Linked DNA regions of Sus scrofa: region 2 is linked to region 1. A link is a contact called in public Hi-C data. All regions are on one chromosome and are shown on one strand. The core of a region is the stretch at or near the end of the contact, and the rest is flanking DNA. Distances in the headings are between cores, read along the strand shown.

Region 1 (4,640 bases), core at 2,102-4,601:
AGCTGGGGGCCCAGGCCCAGGGAACAGGGGGTGGGAAGAGGAATGGGGTGGGGGTGGGGTTGGCCCCCCACCTCCTGGGCAGCTGGGCTCTATAATCCTCTCCATGGCCCAGTGCCTGCTCCCTCCATAGAAGGAGTAGCTAGTGGCTGCGGAGGGACCCTCCTTCTAGCTCCCAGCCAGTTCTCCAGAGGTTCTTCTGACAGGAAGTGTGGGCCTCTTGCTTGCCTCACAGATGATCTAGCCTTTCTCTTTAAACAGAGTAGTGGCTGGTTCCTCCAGTTCGAGGGTTCCAATCTCCACTCTGGCACTTACTTATTAGCTGTGTGACTTCAGACAAGTTGCACAGCCTCTCTGAGCCTAATAACCACACAAACTCACAGGGTTGTTGTCAAGGTTCAGTGAATATACATTAAAGGCTTGGTACCAGGCCTGGCCATTGGCTAGTGCTGTATAAAGCTTTTGTCCACATCAGGTGTGGAAGGTTTAGGAGCCTCCTAGGCACTAGAGAAACCCTTGGGCTTCCGTGGTAACCCCACAGGGTGTGTGTGTGTGTGATTGTGAAAAGAAGACTAAATCATAGTGACAGCAATAATAAGGAACGCTCTGCTGTACTGGACACTTGCGAGCTTGGAGACCCCATTAAATCCTTGGAGTAACTCTATGAACCAGGAAAGGCGAGCTCCCTTTTATAGAGTCAGAAACGGAGGCTCTAAGCACTGGCATTAATCCGGCCCAAAGAACCTAGGTAGTCATCCTGGGGCCCTCGGCCAATGTGCAACAACGCTCACCGCGTCTGTCGGTCCCACCACGTACCTGCTTCTGCCCAGAACTTGGTTTGACTTGTGCACAGTTTACTGCCCACCTCTGAGGTGGCCCACCCCTAAGATCCGTCCCCTCACTGCTCCTTATCTTGCTCTGGTGCAGGGGCCGAGGTCGGGGGGCATAACCCTCACTGCCCAGGCTAGGAAACTGACTGAGCCTCAAAGGGCAATCGCCCGCACAAAGCCGCACAGCCAGGAAGTGGGTGAGCGGCGATGTGAACCCTGACTTTGGGCCTGTGTTCTTAAATGCCATGCCTTGGTGGGCGTGCCACTCGAAGGACCCCTGTCCTGCCCCTTCTCTGCCCAGTGGTCCCAGTCCTTTCCCCTTGTCCCACCCCACTGCCTCCGGATTTCCCCAGCTGGCCACTCTCCACAGCTGGCTCCCTGCCGGCCCTGGTCCAGCCCCTTGGCACTCTGCCCAGGTTGGGACGTGCAGCTGGAACCCTGCCACCCTTCCTCTGTGTTCCAGCAGAGAACAGGGGGCGGGGCCAGGCTGGGAGGCCCCACGGTAGGGTCTGGGAACGGGGACAGAGGCCTGGTGCCCCCCCAACCCCAGCCAAGAGAGGGAGAAGCCCACTTCTTCCCCACCCTGAAGAACTTGCCCCCAGGAGCAAAGGCACGGAGAAAGCGGGACACCCTCCCTCACATTCAGCGCTGCCCCTGGACCTCTCTCTTCTGACACTCAGCTGGATATTGGGGGTCTTACAGAGAGTGCAGAAGTTGGGGGGGTGTTTAGGTTGAAATCCATGCAGAGATGCCTCTTGGATTGCCCTGAGGTGATCTGAGAGACCCAAGGGGCCAGAGCCAGAGTCTGGATTTGAGAAGGGACTTGGGGTTGGGGGGAGTCTCTCTACCCCTGACTCTGTTAATTCCCAAGGACATGGTAATCCAGGGAGGGGCCTGTGCCCGAGGTCCTATGTTCTCCAGGAACCCTCTGACCTGGGGACGCCTGGGGCTGAGTGCCCATCAGGGATCCCCCGAGAAGCATCCTTGCCTGAGGTGGGGTGGCATAAGGCCACGCTGGAAGAAGGGATGGGGGTAAGGGAGTATGGGGGGGCCCCACTCACCATCACCCAGACCCTGTTTGGCCTACGTGCCATCCTGGGGGTGCAGGAGGGGATGGAGTGTGTCCGGGATCGGGGTGCGAGTTATGAATGGGAGGTGCGTGGGCTCGGATGACACCACAGGAAAGGGCTGGCCTTGGATGGGGAGGGGGGCGCGCCCCAGCTCAGCTAAGAGGGGCCCCCACCCGACCAGGAGGGGGTGCTGGAAGGGGCTGGGCCAGGGCTGGCCCAGAAAGGGTGGGATAGAGTTCCCTGGCAGGCCCAGAGCCAGAGACTGGAATAGAATTGGTGGTGGGGGGGAATAGATGTGGGGTTAGAAAACATGGAAGTGTGGACGGATCCAATCAGACCTGCAAAGCCAGGGAGGAGGGGAAGGGGTGAGGCTTCCTGGACGCCTCAGATTAGATGGGGGAAACCTAAGGGTCAGGGACATTTTCCCGGGTCCCATGAAAACATGACCAGAGAGGACCCCTTGACAGTGGCCCTAGAGCACCAGTCTGTGCTGCCCCAGCAGATCTGCACCTGCTGGCGAGGGAACACAGAAACCCACCCCCTGCTCAGGGTGACCCCACCTGGGCCCGTGGCAAGGGGCGCTCCCATCACAGCTGGACCTGAATCAGGCTGGGCACCTCTCTGGGGTCTTCCCAAAATAAGGCTTGGGTGCCCCTTCCCAGCCTCTCAGGGACTACGTGGGGGTGGATGAGTGAGATAAGAGATTGGACCTTGATAACTGGGTCAGGTTGTTTTCCTGGTATTAAAGGGGTGACCCCACCTTCCAAAGGATACAAAAAGGCCCCTGGGAAGGGTCCCAGGTGGCTTCTGAAAGGTGACCCCCTCTGCCTAGTTCTAGGGAACCTAAGGTTTGGAAGACTATGTCAGGGAGGGTCCAATTAAAGGGGATTTCGCTTCCTAGAGACTATATCTGGGAAGGCTCAATTTGGAGACACCTCGTATCCCCTAGGATCCCACGGGTCTGGTGGCAACGAACAACTTCACTTCTGGGGGGTCAGGGGCCAGATGGTCAATATGCGGACGGAAAATACCTCCTGCAGAAACCGGGAACTGCTCAAACGCAACCACCCCCAACTCTGTGGGGACCCCGAGTTTCACCCCCTACGAGGAGGGGAAGCGAACCCGGAGCAGCAGGAAATCAAGGATTAGACCCCGAAGTCGCCCTAGGCTAGAGGGGCGTGGCAGCAGGGGACTTGGGGAAATGCCCCCACCCGGCAATCCCTTAGGGTGGAGGGGGAGGCGGGGATGTACCTCCAACCGCGCGTCCGAGGGCGCCCTAGGCTCGCACTCACGTCTTCCCCACCCGGCTCAGGGGGTCGCTGCAAGAAGAGCCCCCCAATTCCTAACATTCCTGCCCCCCAAGGCCCAGTACCTTGCGCGCTGTAGCCCCAGCGCCATGGCTCGCCACTCGCCGCTCTGGAGCCCTTCGAGGCCCCCAGCCCCCTCCCCTGGCCCGCGAGCCCCCTCCCCAGCTCCGCCCCCCGACGCGCGGTTGGCTGCGCCGCGCCAGGCCCGCGGCTCTAATTGGGCGAGCGGCCTGTCACTTCCAAGAAAGAGGCGGGACCAGAGACGAAGACTTGGAACTCCGGAGTGTGTGTATATGGGGGGGCGGGTACCATGGAATACACACACCCCCGCCAGCCACACCCGTGGCCGCGGACTTCTCGGCAGTGTATCCCTCACCACGCACGGGCCGAGGGCCGAGACTTCTGGCCCAGGCTCTCTCGCCAAGTTCGGACACCAATACTCTTCGGAATCCACCAAGTTCACTCTGTTCCTTACACCCCAGGCCCCGCCCTCTGACTCCCACTCCCATCCCTCTATTTCCCACCCCGGCTGGGCCCCTCCGACCTCCCAGCCCAACCCCTCAGTAGCCCAGTTCTGCCTCCTTTAGCTTCTCTTCCCAGTCCGCTGAGACCCCCCGCTTTTCTCCTCCGCCCCCAACTCCCCGCCCCAGCCCAGCTCTACAATCCCCGCCCCCTCTACCCCCAGCGTTCCCTCTTCGTCCCCGGCCCCTTCCTTCCACCCTCATCTCTCCTCTGGTGCCCACTCCCTCCGGCCCCAGCTCCTCCGGTCTGGCACCCTCTGTACCCCAGCCCCACCTCCTTGCCTCTCCCTTTTCAGGTTCCCATTGTGTTGAGTGATTAACTTTATGTCAAGTAAACATGTCAAAGTTAATCACAGCCACTTTTAAGAAGAGCAGAGAAATGCTGACTTTCTATCAGCGAAGTAAGAAGTGAAAGGCACAATGTCACCAAGGAGTGGCCAAAGGATTACAACTGGATAAGAAGCAGGAGGGTGTGTGTGTGTGTGTGTGTGTGTGTGTGTGTGTGTGTGTGGTGTGTGGTGTGTGGGTGTGTGTGTGGGTGTGTGTAGTGGGGCACTTATCCAAAGAGGATCAATATTCTCTCTTTTTTTTTTGGCTGCACCTGTGGCACATGGAAGTTCTGGGACCAGGGATGGAACCCCTGCTGGCATTCCGACCTGCGCCACAGCTGCAGCAACGCTAGATCCTTAACTCTCTGTGTCACATGGGAACTTCCAAAGACTTCTGCATCAGTATTCTGGATGCAGTTTGGGGCACGGAAGAGGACACTCTAGCAGAGTCTGTGGTTGTTGCCCACCCTGGCATCCTACTCAGTTTTCTTTGGGGAAACCACTTCTCTCCCCTCTCATTCTATTTAATTTGAAGATGGCTGGCCATACCCCTCCCCTCACCAGCTCCAGGGACTAGACCTCTTCA
Region 2 (5,299 bases), core at 1,121-3,620, 49 kb before region 1:
ACAGAGACTTGAAAATAACCATGAAAAATGTGTTAAAGGCTCTAGCAGGAAAGGCAAATGACATGCACGAGCATATGTGGCAGAGAGATGAAAGCGGTCTTCAAAAATAAGCCAGTGGAAACGCTAGAAGTAAAGGATTCCTTTGCATGGCGCCTGGCGCGCCCCGGGCTCAGCAAGCGCGGGCCACCGGGACCCCCGTCCTGGAGTGGCCCTCTGCGGTGGGCTTCAGGCACAGCTGGGCAGCCCCCGCCGGGGCGTTACCTGGTAGGCGCACTTCCGGTGCAGTTTCTTCTGGTCCTTGTACCACTGCATGAGCTCCTTCATGAAGGTGGCTGTCACTCGGCCGTCCTCCAGCTTGGGCCCGCTGTACTCATCCTCGATGGCTGGTGTGTGAATGGGGGGACCAGAGTCAGTGGCCACGGCCACTGGGAGGGTGGGAAGTGGGGCCGGGCTCCCAGGCACGGGGCAGACACGGCTCTGGACACACAGGTTGAGAGGGGGACGGAGTGAGAGAAGCGTCCTCCCCTGGCCGGGGCCTCTCATGGCCGCTCCTTCCGCTCAGGTCAGCTCCCAGGCCCTCTCGGTGCCCTCCCCGTCTACCGCGGCCCCTCCCTGCCAGGACGTGACCGCGCTCAGCACTGTGAGCTGACGAGTCCATCCTCTCCCCACCGGGACACCAGCCCCTCGAGGGCAGGGACAGGTCTGTCCACAGCTGCATCCCCAGGGCCTACACCAGCGTCTGGCACCCAGGAGGTGCCCAACAGTCATCTGCGGAATGAATGACTCATCTGAGTGCCTAGGGGACCTAAGGACAAATCAGACATGGAAGGTCCACAACAGGTGGGTGCAGCTGTGGGTGGCAGGGTGGGCAGTACAGCAGGGAAGCTCGCTGGACCTGGGGGCCTGCAGCCCCAGCTCTGGACTGTGGAGTCCCCAGGTGCGCAGGCAGAGGAGCAACAGACGGTGCGTGAGCCCCACGGCCCCCAGGCCCCAGCATGCAGGGGAATGGAAGGTCCAGGCCAGGATGTGCAATGTTCTGGGTAGGGCACGGAGAGCGCACCCAGACCCTACTCACTCATGCTCTCGATGTCGAGTGAGTCCACGACGGAGCGCTTGTGCTCATCACCTGCAATGGCCCGCTCGAAGGCTTTCTGCTTCACGATCTTGTTGCATTCCTGGTACTTCATCTTGGCGTCCTTGTCGTGGGGCTTCACCTTCACCACCTGGGTGTGTGGGTGGGTGAGAGGGGAAGGAAGGGAACAGGTATCAACGCCCAGGCCGAGGTCGGGCAAAGGAGCCTCAAGGAGACAGACGCCATGGCCATCTTTGGCCTGCCTGGCCCCAGGCTCCACCAACGTGGAGCAGAGTGGCTGGGCCACCGGGTACCAGGGATACAAGCTTGGGCTCAGCCTCTAGGCCTCGGTTTCTGCACCCCCAAAGTGGGCCTGACGGAGCTGCCAACACAGGGCTGCTGAGAAGGTAAACATGTTAACCCACACAGACACTCATAATAAATCTCAGCTCTGACCACCATCAACTGGCCACTGGAGGCACGCGTCCAGCTCCAGCTTCCTCGCTGGAACCAGGGTGGGCCGAGGCACAGTTCATGATGTTATTTCCAAGGTGGGTGGGATTGAGAGGAAAGCAGGGGCTGATCCAAAGTCTCTGTTAACAGCCCAGACTCATCTGAAGAGGCAATGACTTGCCGGGGAACCTGGACTCCATGATCCTCAGTTTTCTCATCCACAAAATGCAGACACGACAGGCTCCACCTGCCAGGGCTGTTGGGAGGCTAAGTAATGAACACAGGGCCTGGCGGGCAGCCTGGGTGGGCGAGCAGCAGCCGGCACCCAGTGGTGGCAAGGCCCTCATTCAACTTTGGGCTTTGCGGGAGGTGGGGAGGGACCCAGGGCAAATGAGCCCCTGAGTTTTCTCTTCTGAAGGAAGGTAGAGACTGGGTCACAGATCCAGGACTCGTGGGTTCCAATCTCAGCTCTGCAATCATCAGGAGCGTGACCTGGGCAATGAGTTTGCCTGCGACCCCGTCCCCCTCAGCGGGCAGCTGAGAGGACTGAGTGAGTGCACGCAGCGGGGCCGGGCAAGAGTCAACTCCACATGCTCACATGCTGCCCTCCTCGGCCGCCATTCATAGGCTGCTGTGCGGATTAAATGAGATCACACGCACTGAGCCCCAGACCTCAGGACACGCTTAGTTCTCAGTAAAAGGAGCCGGCGCTGTCCCTCCCTTCTACGTTGCTTCCTACAAACTCTACTCCTCCAAGCTCAGAAGCAGGCAGGCCTGCACGCAGAGCCCGGCTCTGCCCCTCACTTGCTGTGTGACCTTGGGCAAGTGAGTTCACTCCGAGACGCCCTTTAGCTACTGTCAGTGCGATTAGGAGTGGACCCTGGCTGACCTGCCCATCCTGCTGGCCTCCCTAGGTGTGGGCCCCCTCAGCTCCTGCTCCCCACAGCGGGCAGGAAGGGCTGCCAGGGCTGCCATGTCCCTGGTGGAAAGAGACCACCAGAAAGGGTCAGAAGCCCGGACAAAGGCACTTGCTGATCCCCGAGGGTCAATGGGGCTCCCCCACCCCCCAGAATGGGTATGCAGGCCAGGTGGGGTGGCAGGGAGCTGGGTCTGGGCAGGCTCAGGCTAGGGCACCCTGCCAGGCAGCTCCACCTGGGGTGGGGGCACCGTGCCAGGCTTAGGAGAAAAGCAGCACCAGGCATTCCCTGGAGTCCTTCCCAACGAGGAGAGGTTATAGTCCACACCCCAGGATAAAGTCCAAGCCACCCTCTGTTTGCTCAGCACTACCAGCCAGACCAAACTCACAAGTCCCCAAAGGGGCCAGCTCCCGCTCACCTCCAGGCCTCGTACAGGCTTGGCCCAGAGCACACTTCCACCTCCAGCTCCTTTCTAGCTCCTGCTCCTCTTCCGGCTCTCAGCTCCCTCATGTGCAACCACTGCCCCCATCCGCCAGGCTGCGTCAGGTACCCCCTCGGGGCTCCCCAGCAGGCCGAGTACTGCAGGAACCTGCCTCCCCACTGGAAGGTGGCTGGGAGGCGGGAGCTGAGGCTGAGTCCCAGATGTCAACAAACGTCCTGACTGGACAAGGACGACCCCGCCACCCCAAGCATCTCCTCTGAGCCCCTGCCGGGTTCTCAGACAACACTACGCTGCCGGGACTAAAGGAGCTGGGGCAGTAACAGCAGCGGCAAGCGTACCCAGTGCAGTGCTTACTATGCGTCTGAGGGTGTAAGCAACTGCCCTGCTCACTTGATCGTCAGAGCAGCGCTACGTGGTGTGATCACAATCTCCACTGGACAGATAAGGAAACTGAGGCCCAGAGAGGCAAAGACACTGATCTAAGAAGCCAGCGTTTGGTTCTCTCCCTGCATAAGATTGTGACTCCCGCCATGCACGCTGGGACGTGCTCACCTCCCTACTCTCGGCCATCGTCCCCACAGCGCCCTGCACCCCTTCAGGGAGACGCTGGTCATGGTCAGAGTGCAGGCAGCCCCACCTCTCTGGCCTCCCTCAGCATCTAGAAAGCAAGGAGGGTGCCAGCAATCCTGGGGTGGGGGGGGTAATGTGACAACTTAACATCGGGCCCCGGAGTTCCTGTCGTGGCGTAGCAGAGATGAATCCAACTAGAAACCATGAGGTTGCAGGTTCGATCCCTGGCCTTGCTCAGTGGGTGAAGGATCCGGCATTGCCGTGAGCTGTGGTGTAGGTCGCAGATGTGGCTCGGATCTGACGTTGCTATGGCTGTGGCGTAGGCCGGCGGCTATAGCTCTGATTAGACCCCTAGCCTGGGAACCTCCATATGCTGCAGGAGCGGCCCTAGAAAAGACAAAAAAACCAAAAAAAAAAACAAAAAACAAAAAACCCAACAAAGTGGGATCTAGGCCATGTCCGTGTCAGTATCTGACTATGGTATTTTCGTAATGATGCCAGTTATGTCAGTGGGGAAACTGGGAGAATGGGACCTCTATATTACTTCTTATAACTCCGAGTGAAGCTATGGCACTCTCAAAATTAAAAGCTGTTTTCAAAAAGGAGCCTTTTCAGCTGGGAGTACTAATGGGCAGTAACTACAGTGCTCCAACCGACAAAACGCTAACACAGGCTCAACATCCCCATGTGAAGCCATGGGGGCTGCGTGTACTGGGGAACTGGGAACTGCCCGGATTTCAGAAAGGTGACACGGTGCCAGGGCTGTATGTTATGTGACGCCCCCAGTGGACCAGGTGGCACCTGGAGACTACACACCCTTCTGTTTCTGCAGCAAAACCTCCAATTGCACCACCTGGGAGCATTCAAGACCATTGACAGCCTCCTATTTTAAGTCCAGGTCAGCTTTCATCACCAAACGAGTTGACTGAACTTACCAGACTGTTTTTTCAAACAGTTGGGTTTAGAACTGAGGTGAGGGACTAGAGACCAGCAGCAAAAACCAGGTCCCTCACCAAGTGCTCCTGACCTCTGGGTGACATGACAACATGTGGCGGGCCATTATGATTATTTTCTTTCGGGGGGCAGGGCACACCCGCCAGCACATGAAGGTTCCCAGGCTAGGGGTCGAATCGGAGCTGCAGCTGCCGGCCTACACCACAGCCACAGCACCACCGGATCAAACTCGCACCCTCACAGACACCAGGCGGGTTCTTAGCCCGTTGAGCCACAGCAGGAATTCCATGATTATTTCCAGTGCAGAGGTGACAGGACATAGCCCAGGCAGGGGCTGTGCCTGCCAGAGGCACAGGGACAGCTGAGGCCAGCCAGGTGCTCGGGGCAGGCAGTGGAGGCACGACACTTGGGTCTGCACCCCACAAGTGGAAAAACTCGAGTGAACTCATTTAGGAAGTCACACCAACACTCCTTTCACAATAAAACAGAAGCAAGACACTGAGCTAAGGGCAAGTAATAGGCTGAGAAATTCTGGCCACTGCTTATGTCCAGTGGTCAGGAGCCTGACTCTGGGACCGGGCTGTCTCTGCCTGGCTGTGGGACCTCAGGGGAGGGACCTACTCCTGGGCTGCGGCTTTCTCACCTGTCAATCAGGGATAGTAACAGGCCCCATTTCTGGGGTTGTCATGAAGATCACATGAGTTTTCAGAGTGCGAAGGCCAGGTGTCAGGTGCCAGCTGTGACTGTTCCTGTCACTATCATCTATCCACACCTGAGGTGCACAGGCGCTTGCACAGACGTGCAGGACAAAAGGCATTTCTACCCAACGGCACTGGGCTATGTGCTCTGAGAAGGAACTTAAACGCAAACCATATTTCAAACCAAACCCCC

Evidence for each region. Hi-C and Micro-C count contacts between places; a contact is called where the count stands out from the background.
Region 2: a Hi-C map of liver shows a contact between it and region 1, with 1.9 times the contacts expected there. The contact joins the enhancer-like site here to the promoter of HIF3A in region 1. A contact is called at or near these places in 1 of 5 promoter capture datasets (fetal liver), 11 of 47 Hi-C or Micro-C datasets (alveolar macrophages, blood, fetal heart ventricle and 5 more) and 1 of 2 datasets of contacts at active chromatin or transcription factors (skeletal muscle).

The regions. Positions count from the first base shown.
Region 1 is chr6:52,341,604-52,346,243 of Sscrofa11.1, reverse strand. HIF3A (hypoxia-inducible factor 3-alpha) reads right to left here and starts at 3,351. Exons shown (of 15, transcript XM_021094603.1): 1 at 3,270-3,351. The coding sequence starts at 3,295.
Region 2 is chr6:52,388,647-52,393,945 of Sscrofa11.1, reverse strand. LOC100513542 (serine/threonine-protein phosphatase 5) reads right to left here. Exons shown (of 13, transcript XM_003127234.6): 3 at 1,076-1,223; 4 at 262-383. Among named protein-coding and RNA genes, the nearest start is that of PNMA8A, 38 kb to the left of the region's middle. Within about 2 kb of position 2,370, at least 17 of the 83 cell types and tissues checked have an H3K27ac peak or open chromatin away from gene starts, as enhancers often do. A contact at or near this core is called in fetal liver, liver and omental adipose tissue, where this site is marked.